Linked DNA regions of Mus musculus: region 1 is linked to region 2. A link is a contact called in public HiChIP or PLAC-seq data. All regions are on one chromosome and are shown on one strand. Each heading gives the region's core, a stretch centred on a gene start, on an enhancer-like site or on the middle of the called end of the contact. The rest is flanking DNA. Distances are from core to core; before and after follow the strand shown.

What was found. HiChIP or PLAC-seq counts read pairs in DNA pulled down with a chosen protein or histone mark.
Region 1: an H3K27ac HiChIP or PLAC-seq map of extraembryonic endoderm stem cells shows a contact between it and region 2. The contact joins the enhancer-like site here to the promoter of 4930579P08Rik in region 2. A contact is called at or near these places in 7 of 39 promoter capture datasets (the 3T3-L1 cell line, 3T3-L1-derived adipocytes, the HPC-7 cell line and 3 more), 1 of 484 Hi-C or Micro-C datasets (adipose-derived mesenchymal stem cells), 1 of 115 datasets of contacts at active chromatin or transcription factors (extraembryonic endoderm stem cells) and 2 of 9 other capture datasets (adipose tissue and liver).

The regions. Positions count from the first base shown.
Region 1 is chr10:116,270,537-116,275,289 of GRCm38.p6, forward strand. It overlaps Ptprr (protein tyrosine phosphatase, receptor type, R), which reads left to right. Exons shown (of 14, transcript NM_011217.2): 14 at 3,197-4,393. The coding sequence ends at 3,290. Among named protein-coding and RNA genes, the nearest start is that of Ptprb, 28 kb to the right of the region's middle. Within about 2 kb of position 1,880, at least 14 of the 459 cell types and tissues checked have an H3K27ac peak or open chromatin away from gene starts, as enhancers often do. A contact at or near this core is called in adipose tissue and extraembryonic endoderm stem cells, where this site is marked.
Region 2 is chr10:116,727,684-116,732,596 of GRCm38.p6, forward strand. 4930579P08Rik (RIKEN cDNA 4930579P08 gene) reads left to right here and starts at 1,570. Exons shown (of 3, transcript NR_131036.1): 1 at 1,570-1,769; 2 at 3,310-3,447. 1700030O20Rik (RIKEN cDNA 1700030O20 gene) reads right to left here and starts at 1,494. Exons shown (of 3, transcript NR_045345.1): 1 at 1,394-1,494.

The DNA.
Region 1 (4,753 bases), core at 630-3,129, 460 kb before region 2:
ATAAAATAGCACACAGAAGTAGGAGACTATCGGTGAGTGGCAGGGAAAGCAGGCTTCACAGAGATGTTGAGTAACTACAGGATGTTTAGTCTAGAGAAGAAAGATTATGGGGACTTTGATGGTTGTTTTCATCATTTCAAGAACTATTGTGTGACTACAAGGAGAATCTTGAGACCTACTGGGGCTATTCCAGTTGGCCAATAGAGTGAGAATGTTAGAGAGAGATTCGTTTTGATGTCTTCGGAAGCCTGCTCTAAAGGTATCTCTGCCTGTGAGCATTCCAGAAGCTGGCTGACCGCCCGGCCTATAAAGAAACAAGTTTTTGCCAGTAATTCCAGTGAATGATCTTTGAGGACTCCTCAGACGTTACTCCTTTTGTTCTTGTCCTCCAAAAGAAATGGAAAATAACAACACTTTCCCTGGGTCTTCCTGACGCTTTCAGAGTGACAAGAATGTTACCACAGGGCACTGTGTGTTCCCACCTTCCCCCACCTTCAATGGCCGGCCACTGCAGCAACCTTGACTTAGTTAACTGAATCTGTTACAGTCAACAGACCTTGGTCCCAGTGACATTCTTCCTGCCCTGGTCACATACTGCTGAGCCTGTGAACCGTTACTAAGACCTCAACTGTGATTGCTTTGGCCCACCCACTGGACATACAAATTCTAGTGCTGAACAGAACAGTCAAGAAAGAGGGGGTATCTTGCCTCAAGGTGAGGTAAATGGTAGGAAGACGTTCACAGAGCAGTGCCCACGAGAGGCAGTGCACACAAAGGTTCCACGTACAGCCCACAGCTTGACGTAGGAGTGTCCATTCTCTGAGGGAATGTCAAAGGAAGGGAGGTGCCTCTCAGTGCCCTGCAGCTGCCCTAATCTTGACTGTGGCTGCATCTCCCAGGCTTTGCAGTCTAGACTACCATCTCCTGAACACCTGCTTTGTTTTTTGGTTTTGTTTTTTTTTTCGTAAAACTTTCCCAGACGTCATCACACAACTTGGAAAAGAGCGTGTCTCCTGAGTTGCCATTTCTGTTGTCACGTTCTGACCAGCCAACGCTTGGAAAACAAACATACAGTTCCCGTTGGAAAGACTGTGGTAATATTTCTTCACAGAAGTTTGCTACCTCAGGAAACCAGTTACCTCTTTGTTTCTTGCTGGATACATGGTTTTGGCACCATGTCAAACCTGCCTGAGGAATCACTGTTTACCTCAGAGGATGTAGCCTTGCTGCTTTAGCAGTGTGGCAGGCTTAGGAAGCCTATAGACAGAGCTAGTTTCAGTTATCCTTAGCCAGAAGTCATGTGACAGTGACAGCGACACATCACGCTTTTAAGTTGGAAGTGCTACCGTGGTCTGAAAACGATTTTGAATAGTACCAACCAGCACTAGAAATGAATAAAAGAAAAAAAAAAAAACCTAGATAAGACAAAGACAGACTAAAATGGGATTTGTTGTGCAACTGAACAGTTACAGAGAGATTAGAAGAATTCAGATCTTCAGATCATGACTATCAATCACGATGCTCTTATTCCACAAAATGAAAAGTGGGTTAGCTTTTACAGTAGTGTCTGACAATTTTGTCAAGCTGAAAGAACCATCACCCTAGGAGAAAAAGTGTGACTAAGTATTGTGTATATGAAGGTGGGATGAAGAATAGACTGTTTCCACACAGAGTAGCTGCCTGCCACTGAGCTGTGCCACAGGGCGGGGGGGGGGGGGATGCTGGACAGCTGTGATGGTGCTGGCCCCAACAGAGCAAAAGCAAGAGCCAATTCCCAGCTTCCAGCCAGCTAAAAGACCCACCCACCATTGTGTTTAGATACCTAGCATACCCAAAGGCTGGTTGGTGCCCAGATAGCCTTAAAGAAACCACTTTCCAGGAGATCTTTGACTTGTCTGAAGAGAGATAGAACGCAGCTCAGCTGTGTTTTGTTAACCTACATCCACTGTGCTTAGCCCAAGTAGATAATGCGTTTCAGGATGGATAAGACTCTAGTAAACTAATACTGCCACTCCAGCTGCTCCACGTTGACCTAGTAATGCTCAGAACTTTGTAACATAGCCATTGTCTTGCTTTAACAAAGGTGGGGGTGGGGGAGATGAAACCAAATGCTTTTAAGGAATTTGTGTAAATCACACAGTTCAAATGAGCACAAGAAGTCTTTGAGCTGGGTGTTCTGACCTACTCCAGAATCCAGTTTTTTATCCATGAGGTTCTACGACTGTTCTGCTAACCGTACATAGGTAAAAGCATTTCCAGGATGCAGGAGGATCAAGGTTCAAGGCCATCTACTACCACAGTGTGAAGTCAATACTGGTCTAAATGATATGAGACCCTGTCTCAAAACACTAAAATAAATAATCGGGTACCTAGAGTACATGGCATTATATTGAGATATATATGTGTGTGTGTGTGTGTGTGTGTGTGTATACATGTCTACATATATACATGTCTACATATATACATATACACATACATGTGCATATATATGACTGAGTATATGTATATATGTGTGTATATATATGAATAGAGAGAGAGAGTCATGTGTTGCTTAATTATGGAGAGGTGGTCTCAAAAATGTATCATTAGACAGCTTCATTGTTATGTGAACATTATATAGTCTACATGTAAAAACCCGGATAGCATGACCTACCACACAACTAGATGACGTGCTATATGTACAGCATTTCCTGCTTCTCTCAAAGCCACCAGGAACCAATGGAAGCACAGGAGAAGATGGCACTGTCAAGAGGTGCAATAGCTATGAGATGCACGCAGTGGCTGCTAGCCTTACATGGCATACAGTTGTCCAGTCAACCCTTAACACTGAAATCAGAGTACATGCTAAGTCACACTAAGAAGCATAGTAAATACCAATGCTATCAACAAAGTTAGCATGATCCATTCCAAGGAAATGTACAGTAATTACAGCTGCCACCAGGTAGGCTCGTTCACACCAGCATCATCGTTATCGCTAACCTGTGCATAACGCACCATGATACAGCATTGGTGCACAGCATGGGACTGCACTAACATATTAACTTCGCCAGCCAGGATGGTAAAAAGGGTAGAAAAAAAATTCACTAGATCAGCTATTCTGCCTGTTTGGCATAAGACTCATTCTAGCGTCATGTTTCGGTTACAGTATTATAAGGTGTCAGCAAAACTGAGTGATTTTATAATCTCTTCCATGCAGGGGTGGTATGGTCCAAACCAGCGAGCAGTATGAATTTGTGCACCATGCTCTGTGCCTGTTCGAGAGCAGACTTTCACCAGAAACTGTCGAGTGACTCCGAAGATTTACCAGAGTGTCAATCTCTCACCGGGTGATTCATCAAATTACCTACCAAGAGCTCCAAGAGGGGCTCCCTGCAATGGACGAGGAGGCTCTAAAGCCAGCCTAAGGCACTGATTGTGGAAGATCTGGCAACATGAAAGATTGCCAGCCTTTGTGTATAGGACTGCGTTCGTAGGCATCCCCCCAGTTATTCTGAAGGTCCTGTGCTGATGGAGGCATGACAGTCCTCTCGCAGCCTGAGGAGGGTTTTGTTCTGTCTGTGTCGCCTCTCCGCCGCACAGAATCGATGTGTGTGATATTCAGAGACTGGAGGAGCTGCTGACATTATCCTGTGTTTAGATGCTTTAATGTTCATAAAGCCTGTCTTGTGACTGGACTGTCAGCTGTCCAACTGTCCCTGTTGTAAGTGCTATTAACTATCTCAGTTACCAGAATCTTGCTGCTCAAGTTTCGAGTGATCGACAATGGATTTTTAACCAAGACATTTTTGTTTTTGGAAAAAAAAAAAAAATCAAATGCAGTGACTATTTTATATGGACATGTGTCTTGATTATATCTATTAAGTGTGCATTTATAGTATCTCCTATGGATCAATTACAGAGCACAATGACTGTCGTTGGATATATATGTATATGTATATGTATATTATATGTATATGTACACATATATATTCTATTATTAGGCATACAAGTGGCTCCTGTTCCACAATACTAACTACTATATTTCTACATTGTGACTTGTTTTACTTTAAAAGGGGATAAACAAATTTATAGCAACTATAAAGTATCAATAATTTTAAATACTCATCTCTCTTTTACTAAGAAGGGATTTTTAAATATGGTGTCTACCTGGTATCTCTCTCCCAATAAGAAGCAGGTGCCTTTGGGGAATGCTCCAACCTGTTTCATCCCCAAAAGTTTTTCCGAGGACACTGTCATGCACGACCTCACATTTCTAAAAGACCTCCTTCCTCAAGAGACAAATGAAGGCAAAATAATCACACTCAGCAAACAGGAGATGTTCTGCTCAGATATGAATTTTCAATGCAGCAAAGCTGACTTTCTTTCGTACTCCCAATAAATGACTCTTAACAGTAAATACTGAGTGAAGCCTCTTCTTTACTTACTCCCGGTAAACTGAAGGAGGTAATAGGACGGATTTAATTTTAGTCTTTTCCTCAGGGCGGGAGATGACTCTCTCCAATTGCAATCTTGTAATCACTTGAGAGATAATGATCTCAGAGCTCCATCATTATGTGGTTTTCCTTATGGACGCCAGCATCTCATTATACAAACAGTACATGTTTATGTCTTTATATCACTTGTCACAGACCCCATAAATTACATGGCTTACGTAGATGGGGCAGAATCGTATCACCTGAAAAGAAGCCGTGATGCAGGAAGACTCAATTATCTACCATTACGATTCCCTTTCTCCATCTTGAGGTTAAGACAT
Region 2 (4,913 bases), core at 320-2,819:
CTCAGAAGCGCCGCGTTACTTAGCTAATGCTGTTGCCCGCTTCAAGCTCAGGTGCCAGGTGTTGGTTTACGCTCCCTGAATTTTGCCTTGTCATCTTTCAAGATCCACAGACATTTTCTATTTCTTCTGTTCCTCCTCTGCCACCAAGGGCTTCCAGTGAGTCAGTTTACCCTCCCCCATCCAGCTCAGCTAGACTTTTCAGTTAGAATTCCGACACCTTCCTGCTTTCGGAAAAACAAAGGCTCCCAGGGGCCTTGTGGCTCTCTCTCTCCAAGCGCGCACTTCATGAACTGTTTGGGACTGTGGGATTGCAGCTCAGTTTCTCTCTCCATTTTTCCACAGTCCTTGTTGCGTCTCCTTGTGAAGCCTGACTTGCTGGGGTTTGGGAGTGGGGCGCCGGGGGAGAAGAGGATGCCAACACTCACTTGAACAAGGGCTGCTCTCAGTCAGCTCGTTCAGATTACACCTCCAGTGAAAGATACTGAAAGTACTGGGCATTCTCCTGCCGTGAGCTTTGCGGAAATGATAGGCTGGCAACCCAAGAGAATAAGTTCAAGGCTAGCTTCACACGGGGACTGTAGGCTGCAGAAAAGTGCCGGCAGCTTAGGAATGAAGGCTGAGGGCAAGAAGGGCCAAAAACTCCAAGCGCACAAACTCCGCACACCCCAAAAGATCTGAGAGAGTATTAGAAAGACAAACGCGCCCCTTCTAGCTAACAGATGAGAACACACAGCCAGCCGGACCCGTTGGGAGGGAAAAGCGACCTGTGGCTGCTGTAGGTGGGAGAAGAAAAATCAGGAAACAACTTCAGCTTGAAAGAAGAGATGTTAGACACAAAGTAGTAAGACTAGCAGACGGTTCAGCGGCCAATCACACTGCTGCTTCCTTCAGTTTAAGGGGAAAAGGAAGTTACCCAAAGATGTTGTTTGCCCAGAATAAGAATTATAAGAGTATTGTATATTTATTTATTTTAGTTATTTTCAAACTGAACAAAGCGATACTTTCATCATCAGAAAGAGATGTTGTAATTGTGTTCTCTGTAAGAAATGTCTAGATTCTCTCTTTTTCTTTTTTTGACTTAAGCCCGGTGATGCACGTTTCTGTTTGTAGTTCATAAAGATCCTTTCTGTCTTTCACACTGACTAGTGGAGCCCTCAGAATGAACCCGTGGCCTCCATAGGGAAAGGGAAGCCTTTTCCACGGGAGGTTGGTGCTACAGGAGACCCCCTCCCATCTAATTGGCCTTGAAGGTAGTGTGTTGTTCAAGGTGAGCCTGCGCCTTACTCCTGTGGGAACCTGCTTTAGCTGGGCTTCCCTCTTCAGGCTGTCCCTTACCCTGCGGGTGGCCTAATAAATACAACTCCTTCATGGAACCTGACCCACCACCTCATACCTGTTTTCAGGCTGGCTCTGTGACAGAAACTGGAGAGGGAGGAGGAACGGGAAGGAATTGCCAGAGCAGGACTTGAAGAGTTAGGTAGACCAAGCTAGGAGGCGGGGGTGGGGGGTGGGGATAGGGGGGTGCGGGGGGGGGGGGGGTGGTGGGATGAGGCGGTTGGCTCCGCGCCTGCGCTGTAGAGGTCCAGGTCTGTGTACACAGGATGTCTGCAGCCTGGTCCAACAGCTGTCTATATCTCAGACCCAGTTGTGCCTTCTGCTCCTTGTTTTGCCTTCTCTTTGCTTGTAATGGCGAGCTCCCACACACACTGTGAAGGACTCTTTAGACCAGATTGTCTGTCTTTCTGCTCAGCAGCTCCAGCTGCCCGAAGGTGGGATGAACCTGTCTGCTCTGGAGCCAAAACTAGACCATCCCTCTCCCAAAATTTGCATCCTAAGGAGAAGCCTCGCAGCTTGGTCTCAAATAGAGTATAATTCTATGTATTCTTAGAAAGGGGGACACCCCACCCCACTCCCACCCCAAGCCAGGCCTGATAGTCTTGATTGTACGTTTTTTTTTTCCTTTAATTTTTTTTTTAATGAGTGCTTTAACTGAATGTAGACCTGCATATCAGAAGAGCAGAAGAGGGCATCAGATCCCATTACAGATGGTTGTGAGCCACCACTTGGTTGCTGGGAATTGAACTAAGAACCTCTGGAAGAGCAGACAGTGATCTTAACCGCTGAGCCAGCTCTCCATCAGATGTGGGGACTTGTAATCTTAGCTACTTGGAAGGCTGAGGCAGGGGGATTGAAAGTGCCAGATCTGCCTGGGCTACAGAGTGAGTTTCGGGGTCAGCCTAGGTGACCTAGCAACATTGTCTCAAAATAAGCCCAAAAATCTGTAAAATCAAAAGGTGAAAAGAATAGGAATATCTCTCTGTGGTAGAGAGCTTGGCTCACACATCTAAGTCCCTGGATTCCATGGTTCCATTCGAGAGAGAGAGAGAGAGAGAGAGAAGGGGGGGGCAAGGTAGGGGGGAACTTCTCTGGAGGAGTGTGTGAATTAGAATTTAATAAACAGATGGCTTTCTGGATCTATGAAAGACAGAGATTACAATACCTACACAAAAGGCTTTTCGGGTGTGAAGTGCCACAGTGCACATAACTAGCCCAGTGCTACAGAGAGAGTGGGGGGGAGACACGAATGTATCACGTGAGAAACTCCTGTGAACACAGCTAAAGAAAATTCGTTCCCTTAGTGTCCTCTCTCCATTTAACAGCTTTTTCAGTCTCCCGTCCACGTGCCCTTCCCCCTCCCTGTTTCATCTCATTCTGCCTCTGTCTCCAAGCAATCGGGAGATGACAAGTGTTTGTGGAAAGATCCACACCCTGATTGGAACAGCTGCCTTCTCAAGTGGGCCTGACTCAAAGGTGCCCACAGGACAGTGAAAGAAAGGCACAGCAAAGGTTCCCCTCTGCCCAGTGGTGGAGCTCAAGACCAGCGAAACCAAGAAAAATCTTCCCAACTTCTTAGTCAAGTCGTGCTTGTTGAGTTGGGGTTCAGAAAAAGCTCATCACTGTAAATACACGGCCGTAGGAACTCATCAAAAACACTGCATGAATCTGAGTCTTTGTTCCCATTGGTACATCAGAAAAGCTATATGCCAGACTCAGAGAGAGAGACAGAGAGACAGAGACAGAGAGACAGAGAGAGACAGACCGATAGAGAGGAAGACACACACACTCAAATAGTAAGTGTGTATTGTGGTTGTGATTGTGTGTGTGTGTAAGGAGTGGAGGTTATCAGAGGGAAACTCAATATTAGTATCTACACTGCAAATTGCTGTATTGTAAGACAGACTCCATAAACTTGAGATATCAATTGAAGAGCACACCCATCATTTTATTGTTTCTGTCAATCAATTTTAGTACCCAGAAGAGGTCCTGAGACGCCATTGAAGTCACTGTTCCTAACACAGCAGCAAAGGAGAACAAACTTTACCCGCCACCTCTCTCTGCTGGCGTGTAGGACCCAGATATCAGAAGCACAAAGTCTAACTAAAGCAGGTGACTTCTCTCTGCTTATCCCACAGTTGCCACCGGCATGAGATGTATCTTTCTATATAATGGCCAGCTAGCTGCTCATTGATATAACGCCACCAGACTGGCAACCCAAGTGCCTTTCCCAGGGGTCACCTGCTTTGTGTTGTCTTGTCACCGTCACCATAAGGGTGGAGCAGTGACTGGGATAGTGACAGTAAAGCCACAGGAACAGGGCTGCTAGAGGGGAAAGGTGTTTGCCAGCAAGTGTGGGCAGAGACATCTGGCTCCTTCAAGGTAGCAGCTGTCCTGGGGCTTGAATGCCACTGGGACTGGGAGAGGGACTGGGAGAGGGACTGGGAGAGGGACTGGGACATTGCTGGATGTCCCATCCACAGCAGACACACGAGGGGAGTTTGGGCATTGCTTCTGGCTACATGGCTTAAGGGTCTTGTTCTGCTTTCTCACAAATTCTGAGTGAGGTAATGCCTCTAAAATTACTATTTTTCCACTTAAAACTCCAGTCCCTTTCCCTTGTCTCTCTGGGATCTCTCCTGCAATCATTAACAAGAACTCAGTGGGTAATAGGGCCAGGCATTGATTGCCTCGGACACTGATAGGAGAGACAATACCAAGATGCGGTATCACGGAGAATACACACTCAACTCAGGACTTTAGCTGCCTCTGCGGGGGACTGGAGGGGGAAGAGGGTTGCATGTGGACTCTTGTCATTTACCCCAAATTTCTACTTGCATTTTTTTTTAAATAAGAAGAATGGTCTCTGGTCCTGTTTATGCTTAAAATGGCGCAATAAAACACGGGAAAAAGAAAATGGCCCTAAGTGTAACACAAGAGAGCAGTACCCTCCAGCTCACTCTTGCCTCGGTTACATTCAGCTATGTTTGTTGTAAGCACTGCCTGCGGACTTACTTAGCCCAGCAACTCTCGATCTTCCTAATGCTGCGACCTTTGACTAGAGTTCCTTACGCTGTGGTGACCCCCAGCCATGAAATTATTTTCGTTGCTACTTCATAACTGTACTTTTGCGACTGTTATGAAGCATAATATATAAATATCTGTGTTTTCTGATGGTCTTAGGTGGCCTCGAGAAAGGGTCGTTGTGCACAGTTTGAGAAATGCTGGTTTAGACGAGGCAAATTAAAGGGACCTCGATGTTCCCAGTGACCAGAAAAGCAGAGATACACAAACAGATGAGTTATGCATGGTGCTGCGACCGGAAAGACGTTTTATGGAGAGCCCTGCAAGGGGCTTCTTAGCACAGCCTGGGAAGAACAGGACACGGCTGACATAGCAGTAACTCGGAGTCTGCAAGAATAGTCAAAAGAAGCGGAAAAATCGGCTACGTGTGGTGTCTTAGTCAGGGTTTCTGTTCCTGCACAAACATCATGACCAAGAAGCAAGTTGGGGAGGAAAGGGTTTATTCAGCTTACACTTCCACACTGCTGTTCATCATCACCAAAGGAAGTCAGGAC